2 separate regions of the Xenopus laevis genome follow, and region 2 is linked to region 1. Evidence: chromatin contacts called from public Hi-C data. All regions are on one chromosome and are shown on one strand. The core of a region is the stretch at or near the end of the contact, and the rest is flanking DNA. Distances in the headings are between cores, read along the strand shown. Region 1 holds the start of LOC108713254 (interleukin-17B). Region 2 has its middle 48 kb from the start of LOC108713254.

What was found. A called contact is a pair of places that touch in the nucleus more often than the background predicts.
Region 2: a contact with region 1 is called in a Hi-C map of the XL177 cell line, with 2.3 times the contacts expected there. The contact joins the enhancer-like site here to the promoter of LOC108713254 in region 1. A contact is called at or near these places in 2 of 4 Hi-C or Micro-C datasets (the XL177 cell line and the XTC cell line).

What each region holds. Positions count from the first base shown.
Region 1 is chr3S:106,547,007-106,551,844 of Xenopus_laevis_v10.1, forward strand. LOC108713254 (interleukin-17B) reads right to left here and starts at 2,355. Exons shown (of 3, transcript XM_041588719.1): 1 at 2,191-2,355. The coding sequence starts at 2,331.
Region 2 is chr3S:106,594,568-106,599,405 of Xenopus_laevis_v10.1, forward strand. No RefSeq gene overlaps it. Among protein-coding and RNA genes, the nearest start is that of LOC108713254, 48 kb to the left of the region's middle. Within about 2 kb of position 2,699, at least 1 of the 7 cell types and tissues checked has an H3K27ac peak or open chromatin away from gene starts, as enhancers often do.

The DNA.
Region 1 (4,838 bases), core at 1,105-3,604:
TGTAGGACAGTGAAGGACAGAGCTAGTGTGGGTGTTTTAGTAATGAATTGTTAGAAAGATAGACATAGATTTGCAGTGTTGCTACGTGCTGTGTGCCAACAATATGGATGTAACACATGGTGCATTCATAAACAACCTCCTCTGTTTCTGTGGTCTAAACATCAGTGATCAGGAGAGAGCAGGAAATATGCCTGCACAAATAGGAACTAATAATGATAATAAAAGTAGTAATCGGGCTGCTTATCCTCACACTTCTCAGATGCCAGCCAGGCCTCTTGCTAGTAAGGGTGTATAGTAATATTTTATCTGAGCGGCTAAGGGCACTTCCAGGTAATCATGTGCTTTGCAGCCACGTCATTAACATCAATGTGTGGTCTAAACAAGAGAAGTATAAAATCATGTTGTTTGCATTTGATTCCTTTTAAGATTTTTTTTTTTTTTTTTGGAACATTGCCCTGTGTTTGAGAAAATAGAGAGACTTCCTTGTTCCTGAGAGTCTCCACCTTAATCCTGGTACAAAGCCCTTTACTTTTTTACTAAGGAAAATAAATATATATGTATATCTTTTTTTTTCTTTTGTCATCCCTTTATTTTCTAAATGTAGACAAAAATAAAAAGCTTAAATTCACGCTCATAACCCCTGTTTTTTGGGGTTTTTAGGGGGTTATTTACAGAGGTCCAAATTTATCTCAGTATTTCTAAGTTAGAAATCCGAGTAACTCTGAATTCACGAATGGACCTTAATTAGAAAGAAAAAAGCCTGAAAAAATAGGGTCAGGCAAACTAAGGAGGTTTCCCCAAAAAAACAATGATTTTTTTCAGAGTTTTCTGCGCAGAAATCATCGGTACGGAAATCAGCACAGACACTGTGGGAAAATCTATCGTTTTTTTTTTTTTGCTTAGAAAACTACGAATTATTCGAGGTTCGGATATTCAGACCTTGATTACTAAACCCCTTAGTTTTTAAACACTTTAGGTGCCTTAGGCTAATTCCCCACGTGGCGCTATTACACTGCATTTTTAAATATTCCTTTGCAGCATGATTGTAACTATAATACATTCGCATGAAATGATTTGGATCCACCAAAAAAGAAACATGTATTTTCGATTGGCGCCCAAATAACGCAGGAAAGTGCATTTTTTGGCATTGGCTCAAAAACACATTAACCTTTCAGGAATCTTGACTGCATTGCAAAGACTATCTACCACACTTGGTGGAAATATGCTGCATTTTCAAGATGGCATCAGTAGCTCTTGTATCTTGAGAGCACAGTTGTGCCAATGTATTCACTATGGGGAATGAGAAGTTACTGATAATCTCAAGGGAGCATGGGAAATTGCCTGTCCTAAATCAGCTTGAATCTGCTTGTGTTTAAAATGTTGTGTGTGTCATTAGTCATGTCATGTGTCATGGTGCCCCCCCCATTCTAGAAAAATCCTTTATCTGGCAAACCCCATTTTGGATTTGTAACATAACATTACCCTGTGAGCTCCCATGAACAGCCGGTCCCCATAATAAACAGCGAAAGCCAACATTAGGGAAAATGTCATAGGGAAAATGTTCACCACTGGGCCTAATATGATTAATTTCAAAACTCATTACTGCATTTGCAATGCAAACTGTGCCATGATCCCAGGAGCCAAATCATTCTCCCTTACCTCTTGTTTGGAGACTCAGCAGTGGTTTTTGAGAAGATCTGTGTCTCCAAAGATGCCCCAGTAGCTCCCCATCTTCTTTTCTGCTGATTCACTGCACATGCTCTGTGCTGCTGTCACTTACTGAGCTTAGGGACCCACTCACAATATACAGTACACATAGAATAGAAATGTCACAGTATAAGGCTGATTAGTAATTAATACAGATAATTACTACATGGCAGCACAGAAACCAGTGCAATTAGCATCAGAATTTAATAATCAGCCCTGTAGCATCATCTTATATTAAAGACCAACCTCATTTTCTGCTGGATAATTTGCAACGACCCCTAAGCTTAGCTTCTCAACAGCTGATCAGAGCCCACTGAGCATGTGAGTGTCACAGACACTTTCCAAGATGGTGACCCCCTGTGACAAGTTTGAAGTCCTGGATCATTGCTGCTATTGACAAGCTGAAACTTTAGGCTGGTGCAATAAGTTCAGTATATAAAATAGCCATATTCATGTTTAGGGTATAGTTCTCCTTTAACATACCTTGGAGTGCAGTAATGTGCTAATGTCCCAGGGCTTGAGACTGCAGGATTTGGCAAGAGATATGTGTAGGCTCTGTATGGTAGACAGCTGGGAATCCCTGAAGGTGCATTTGCGGATACAGTGGCTTGGCAAGAGAGGCATGAGTTTAAAACGTTTCCAAACAGTTCAACCCTTTCCTTCCCACAATTAAAATAAAAGCTTCTGCCAGCAGTGGATTTTTCTCCCCTGCAAGTCATAGTTTAGTCATAATTTAGCCTTCGAGATGTTGCTGAACAATGGGGGAGACTGGGGAACTGTAGATCTACTGTATAAAATGCAATGCCTGAGCAGCGCCGGCGTGAATTGTTTTAAAGTGAACAAGAAACCATCCGAATCTCATCAGATTTTAGAATACAGCATGGAGGATCAGATATTTTTGGCATCCCACATCATCTTGAACTGCTGCGTGCAGCTGCATGTCCAGAATTTGTGGGACAGATAAGCCCCTGTCCCTCCCTTGTCTGCCGTTGTAGCACAGCCCTTACTGGTTATTGTGCTGCCTTATTCATTTCTGTCTGTGCAGAGGCCCTTCAGTATTCCTTGTTGCGGGTTTTTAAAGGGGAACTCCGGCTTCCAAACCAAAATTTGACAAAGAGGCCCAAATAACACAGAAACCCCTAATATACCCATCACAGTTACCTGTTTCTTTAAAAAGTATGACATTTTCTATGCTGAAATCCAGCTGTTTAACAGTTGTTCTCTTTCTGCATCATTTGAAAACCTGGCAGGGAAGGAGGGACTAAAACACTGATGTTACAAATTGTAACAACTTCTCCACAGTTTACAGACAGCATGCAGGAACTACATAACCCACAATGCATTGCTCTGTGATGTTCCTTTACTTATTGAAATCACGTGTGCAGGGAATTGTGAGGTTTTGAGGATGCAGGCTGAGGACAGATGGCTGTTGATACAAAGTAACAGTAGTCAGGCAGCTCAGCAAAGTAGTCAGACAGCAGGAGAGCAGGGGGCTAGGCTTAGGAAACCATTAAAAATCATGAAAAGTCTGTATATTCTTTAAATGATGTACATTGCAAAGTTGCTTGAAATTATGTTTACTTTTCAAAAAGCTTAAGTTATGTTTGTGTGGAGTTCCCTTTTAAGGTTCATATTACAGCATTGTTATTTATCAGAACCGTCTTATACCTCCCAACTGTCGAGGGACAGTCCCGATCTTGACAGCTCAGCCCACAGTCCCGGATTGTTACTGAAATATCCAGACTTTCTCTTTGATCTCTTGCACCGAACAGCCAGAAAAAGATAAAGAGTTTCTCAAACGTAATTTGGCTTTTGGCAGAGAGCCCAGAATACGTGGTAGGTGCACTTTTGTAACAATTTAAGATAAGCAACGAAACAATTGTAACAATTTAAGATAAGCAGGTCTCTTGGGGAAAATGTGATTTGCAGCTTAAAGGGCAATTCACTTTCATTAGCAAAACAGTAATAATACAAAATAAACACAGACATGTTCAAATTTCACAACGTGCCAAATTTTGTAAAATGAAGATGGTAATTAGGAGGTGTGGCTAAAATGGTATGGTCAAAAAAATTCATATCGCGCCAAATCTTTATGTCCCTTTTTATGCTTCCAAAATGTTGAGAGGTTTGCCATCTATCCTGTGTTCTGGCAACATCATTTTATGACCCCTCACAACTCCTCTCTAAGCAAAAGTTGTCATTTAGACTCACTTCTGTGTATGAATTATTCTTGCACTTCTCTTATGCTATGCTAGAGGTGGTTGGTTCCAAAGGTAATTGTTTTCTAGGGGAAGTTTATTTCAAGAAGAAAGAGAGCCGTAGCAGAGAGCCTGGAATCTGCCTACTTGTTGTTCTTCCTTTGATAAATGAACTATTAAACTCTAGCACTCCTCTAACAGTGTCCATATTACATTTTGTCTGCTCAGTGCTTCCATAGGTAGTTTATTCTTTAAAGCTAATGGCAAATGGGGACTGATCACATCTTGCATAAAAAAACTGGTCAAGAATCAGCCCTGAAGAAAAACAAACTGTTGTGTTTCTTTGCCAAAATCCGCTTTGAGCGCCTGCACCTGGGCAGATGAAATTTCTCCGGATGCAGGCGAAGAAGAAAGAAGTTACCAGTGTAAGGTCTGATCCTTGGGCAGCTTTTTTATTCAAGTCGAGATCAGCTCCCTTTTGGCTTTAGCCTTAATGCTTCATCAATTCTCCCATCTACTCATTCTTGCTCCTACATATTATATATCTATTTAATATAGCACAGCCATTTCAAAGCACTTTCCCACTCCTTCTCTGTCCTCCCTCTATCTTTGCCTTTCACAAAACTTCCCCATTGTTCAAATTCTTTTGGAAATCTATCCAAAATAAATTTGCCCTCTCATACTGAATTAAACAAACCTAATCTTTTCATCTTTTGAATATCTACCCACCTAAACCTGGCCGTTCTTGTATTAACGAATATGGACAATGGATTCTCATTAATACTGTCAAACTCTGTTGCTTTTCCCTTTGCAGTGTTGCTTAGATCCCTTTGTGTCTCAAGATATAACTAAAGCTGGCCATACATCAAAGACTAAAGGAACATGGAGCTGTGCCTGGGCTTCTATTCACCTGCAGGGCAGTGACATTTAGCG
Region 2 (4,838 bases), core at 1,449-3,948, 48 kb after region 1:
AACCAAGATTTTGGCATGATGCAAAGCTTCCCCTGATAACAGTGTCTACAAAATGGCACCTGCCAGCTTGCTGTGATCATGAATTCCAAGACTAAAAAAAACCCCAAGATTTAAAGAATTTCTCTATTTAAGTAAAGTATATTTAGCTTGACTAACATAATAAAATAGGATTTGGAATTATTCCTTAAGGTGACAGGTCCCCTTTAAGGTCCCTGGCCAGATGAATTCTCTAATGTCCATCATGTTACTAGCTAGTAAATTGTTCAGCAGCAAGTAGTCAGCACAACAAATGCTCAGTAAAGGTTTCCCCAGTAGCCACTTTCACTGGTATATAAAGCATTCAATATGGAACAGCACTAAGAATTATTTGCATTATTATTGCAGCTGTAATGCCCAGAAAATAATGCAATAATGGCATTATAAAATTCAGGATATTGAGCATATAGAATACTAGATAACACATCTTCTCAGTGGCAGTGGGTATTGCTGGGAGGGTACAGACTGAGTGTCCCAGTTGGAAAGTATACACCAGACACTGCCACAATGTCCATTAATTGCTCTGATAAATTCACCTCTTTAGTCATTCAGGCTAATGCACTAATGGCACAAAATGTGAGTTGGAATAGCAGTGGCTCCTACTGACATCAAATAAAACTGCAGAAAATCATCTGAAGAAGCTTTGGGGGCATCGAACCATAGACAGAATGACCATATATAAACTGTCCAATTTTAATCAATGGAAACAAGCTGGCAGTTTGGCATATGATTGATGACATGAAGTCACGGGATTGAATTCTTCATGAGCAAAGTTGCGCAGACACGTGTGACATTAGCCTCACATTTCATCACTGTGGCACGATCCCACAAAGTCTATTAGGTGCATATAAGAGAATTAAGATTTATTATGTGATTTCACTAGTTCTTTCCCTGCCCATAAAAAGTGAGAATCTCTGGGGATGACATCAGTTAAGTAGCTTTTAAGGTCTTGGTTTACCATCACTGATAATCCAGTCTCCAGTGATAACAGCAGATGTTACTGGATCTAGAATATCAACTAGACAGTAAGATGGAAAAGCTCTGTATTTGGCTACATCAGATCTTTCTGTTCCAAATACATTAGTATTTGTCATATGTGAGTGATCTCTAATAGTCCCTGTAGCAGAGTCTGCCAAATACAGCACCCTTGAAGGAAAACTATATCCCCCAAACAATGTAGGTCTCTATAAAATGTTTTATTTTTTTATTGTATAAAACAGCTCATATGTAAAACCCTGCTTCATGTAAATAAACCATTTTCATAACAATATCCTTTTTTAGTAGTAGGTCCCGCTGGGTAATTATAAATAGAAAATTGCCATTTTAAAAAATAAGGGCCGCCCCCTGGGATCATATGATTCACGATGCACACAGACAAACCAAACATATTAGGTCACATGAGCCAATTAACAGACAGAGTTGTGTCTTTTGCTTCCACACTTCTTCCTGTTACAGTTAGAGCTGCAGTATTTCTGGTCAGGTGATCTCTGATGCAGCACACAGACCATCACAAAATGGTGGCTCAAGGCAAGAGATGTAAAGGGTAAATATTTACTTAAATATATATTCCAGTTTGGTAAGATTCGTTAATATGCCACTTAATATGATGAAAACTATCTGTTGCTTAAGTATTCATTTTGGAGGTATAGTTTTCCTTTAAAGCACATCACCTGGGAGAGTCAACCGTTCAGCCTCTGGCTGGGCATGCTGGGAAATATGCCACAGATGGGAGACTAAACACTTGACCTCCCTTTCCTTATTAGTAAAAGAATAGATTTCAATAGAATTTTCCACCGTGGTGATACATATAGCCCAGGTGCTTTCCACACATCCTAGAAGATACTTTGGAAGATAATCTTGGGGATAAGCCTACGCATGTCATAATCTCCTGGTTCTAAAGCCAAGTATGAGTCCATTGTGCAACTGGAACTGAAAATCAGGAAAAAACAGTTATGCAATCATTCCTGCAGAGACAGCTTTATGGCTGCAGAGAAACAATGAGAAGTATATTCCAGCGCCTCTACTTGCAGCAATGATTCTCTTTTCTTTACTAAGCATCAGTTAAAGAGTTGCACACTAGTGGGTTAGTGAGGATAAAAATACTGGTACCGGTCAGGGTGCTGAAAGGGAAGCAAGGTGTAATATGAAGGCTGTGAGCATAGGAAAATAGGCATCAAATGTATTTTTGGAGTTCAGGCAGGCGCAATCCCCATTGGAGGACTCCTTATGTATATCAACTAGGGATCATAGGAAAGGTTGAATAAAACACAACAAATATAGCTGACAATGCACTTCTAACAGATTCATTTTCTTTATTGAGGCACATTATATGCAGATCATTAGCTGAGAATGATGACAAGCATAGGTCAGTTACTGCCCTGGACAGAATACCCAGAGCCATTTTAGGCACTTATTAGTTTTATTAGGTTACTTGGTTCCTTAAAAAATTAACCATAGTGCGTGTTATAAGGACCTTAGATTGTAGGAACTGCTATATAATATTTAGGAAGAGCTACAGAAAACAGTCTAAACACAGAGGCTAATACACGAATACATTTGTGCTAAACAATTGTCTGCAAACAATTACTATCCTACGTAGCACTACGGTCAATCCAGGGCCACACAGAAGACTTTGAAGGACTCTCTGGTCTGTAACCTCAGTCCCTTAGTACTGTCCCATTGGGATGTCACTGGCGGTTTCATTCCACTACAAATGGAGTGTCCCTTTCACATGCTCCCTGACCCCCACATGCCTATCCAGTTGTTTTCATACAATTTTAAGAATGTTAAACATAAACAGAGCAGCAACTCACACGCTCCCCACTTCCTGCAACAATCAACCATTTAGTGACAGGCTAGAACTCAGCCTGGGAATCCTTTAGGCTTTTATACTGAGCTGAAAATAAATATATATACACACAGCCTAACCTATAACACAGTTTCGGAGCATTTTACCTGCCAAAGCATACTGGGAGTTGTACCCTATTAACAACTGGAGAGCAACAGTTTTGGTCTGTAGGGCAAAGAGAGAAATTGGTCTGAATCCCCAGCACCAAAAGGGCCCCTTGGCAAGGGAAAAAATAGTTATACAATGTTGTATACAGATTATTTTTCAGAGTATTAATCAAGGATGTTGTTCTCCAGCTTTTGTTGAGCTGCAACTTCCAACATCCCCAGAGAGCCTTGGAGTTATCGTTCAGAAACAGCTAGAGGGTTGCAAGTTGGACATCCCACATTTATCCAAAATGTTTTGCCCTCCTCAGACTAGGCCCCTACCACTTCTTCATTGGCAGTTGCCACTTGCCCCAGCCCTGGATATTACCATATGACACACACACACAATTAGATAAAGAAGGTTCAGAACAGAACCCAGGGCTCTGACAGTGCTAAACAGCAAGGCTAACCATTGCGCCACCTGTCAACCAATAGGTTTCACCATTCTACCCACTATGTATACGCTTGGCTGTCCATACTCTTTCTCCATAATTCACTTGGCTCATAAGTAATGATAATTACTGAAGTAGAACATTTTCAAGCTGGAAATTAAAGCCAATAATGGGTGAGCAATGAGAAGAATGTCATAAAGTGAATGAGCTTGGGTAATATGCCCATCTTTTACAATGGAAACAGTATCTTCATAACACCTTGGTTTTGCTTAAGGGTCTCAAATTCTAATGTAAACCACAAAGAAAAATAAAACATGCTCTCAGCTGATTGGCTGACTGCTGCAGGGCTGGTGGTGGTGGGGGGTTGAGTTGTTTGAAGTCTCAGGAATCTGCCTCTGACCATAAAAGGAAGAGACATTTTTTCCTGAGTCCGGATCTTGGAAAAAAAAGTTATTTTTAGTTGGAAGTTTGGCTGCCTGGGAGCAAAGCTGCAGAGTGTGATAGTGATCTCTATGCCTGATGCATTCTAACTCTGTCGTATACAATAAGTCAGCACTCTCTGGATCTCAGACAAACGTCTTCTAAGGTAGAAGACTATCTTGTGATGCTCATCTTGGATGACAGAAATGCTGGAATACACCACTTTTTTCTGTATTGTTTAACTATTCTTAGACATTTACACCTGGTACAAGAGCATGGCCGGAGATTCAGAAGCCACGAGGGCTTGTCTATTAACTAATACTGGTACAATCCCTTCATACACAAACAGAACCAAGCCCAAAGGTCATAACTACAAAGAGCTGTGGCTCTAGCCTACTAAACCATTTATGCCCACATCATGCCTCCCAAATCCTGGCCAAATATGAAATATGCTTGTGAATAGATGTTTGTTTCCCTACTAAGCTGGCCATAGACGCAAACAGTGACAGAACTAGGTAGTCCGTGCGGCGCTGCAGCCGGCTCCAGCCAGCGTGACTGCGGGGGGGGTCCTGCGGGGGTGCGGGCCCTGGCCCAATTGCACCCCCTGCTCCCATTGTCTGATTTGTTCTTTTACTACTTTATTTAATCCGAACGGTTAGTGGCAGGTCCGAAAATTGGCAGGTCCGAAAATTGGCAGGTCCGAATATTGGGACGTCTAATATTTGGAAATCTATATGTCTATGGCCACCTTTAGTCCCACTATTACAGTATCTTACCCCTTGCTGACCTTACTAAGGCTACACTGGGGTCATGCCAAGCTAAAACACTCCAAAGTGAAGCTGAGGGGCCCAAGGAAGGGTTGCTGGTCCATATGTGTTGCCTGCAGTTCTAAACCCAGAAAAAATGCAAGCCATAATGACAAACTTTAGGAACTGCCTAAAATGCAAACAATATATGGCACTGTGTACCACTTTAAGGTATTTCTCGTGTACATGT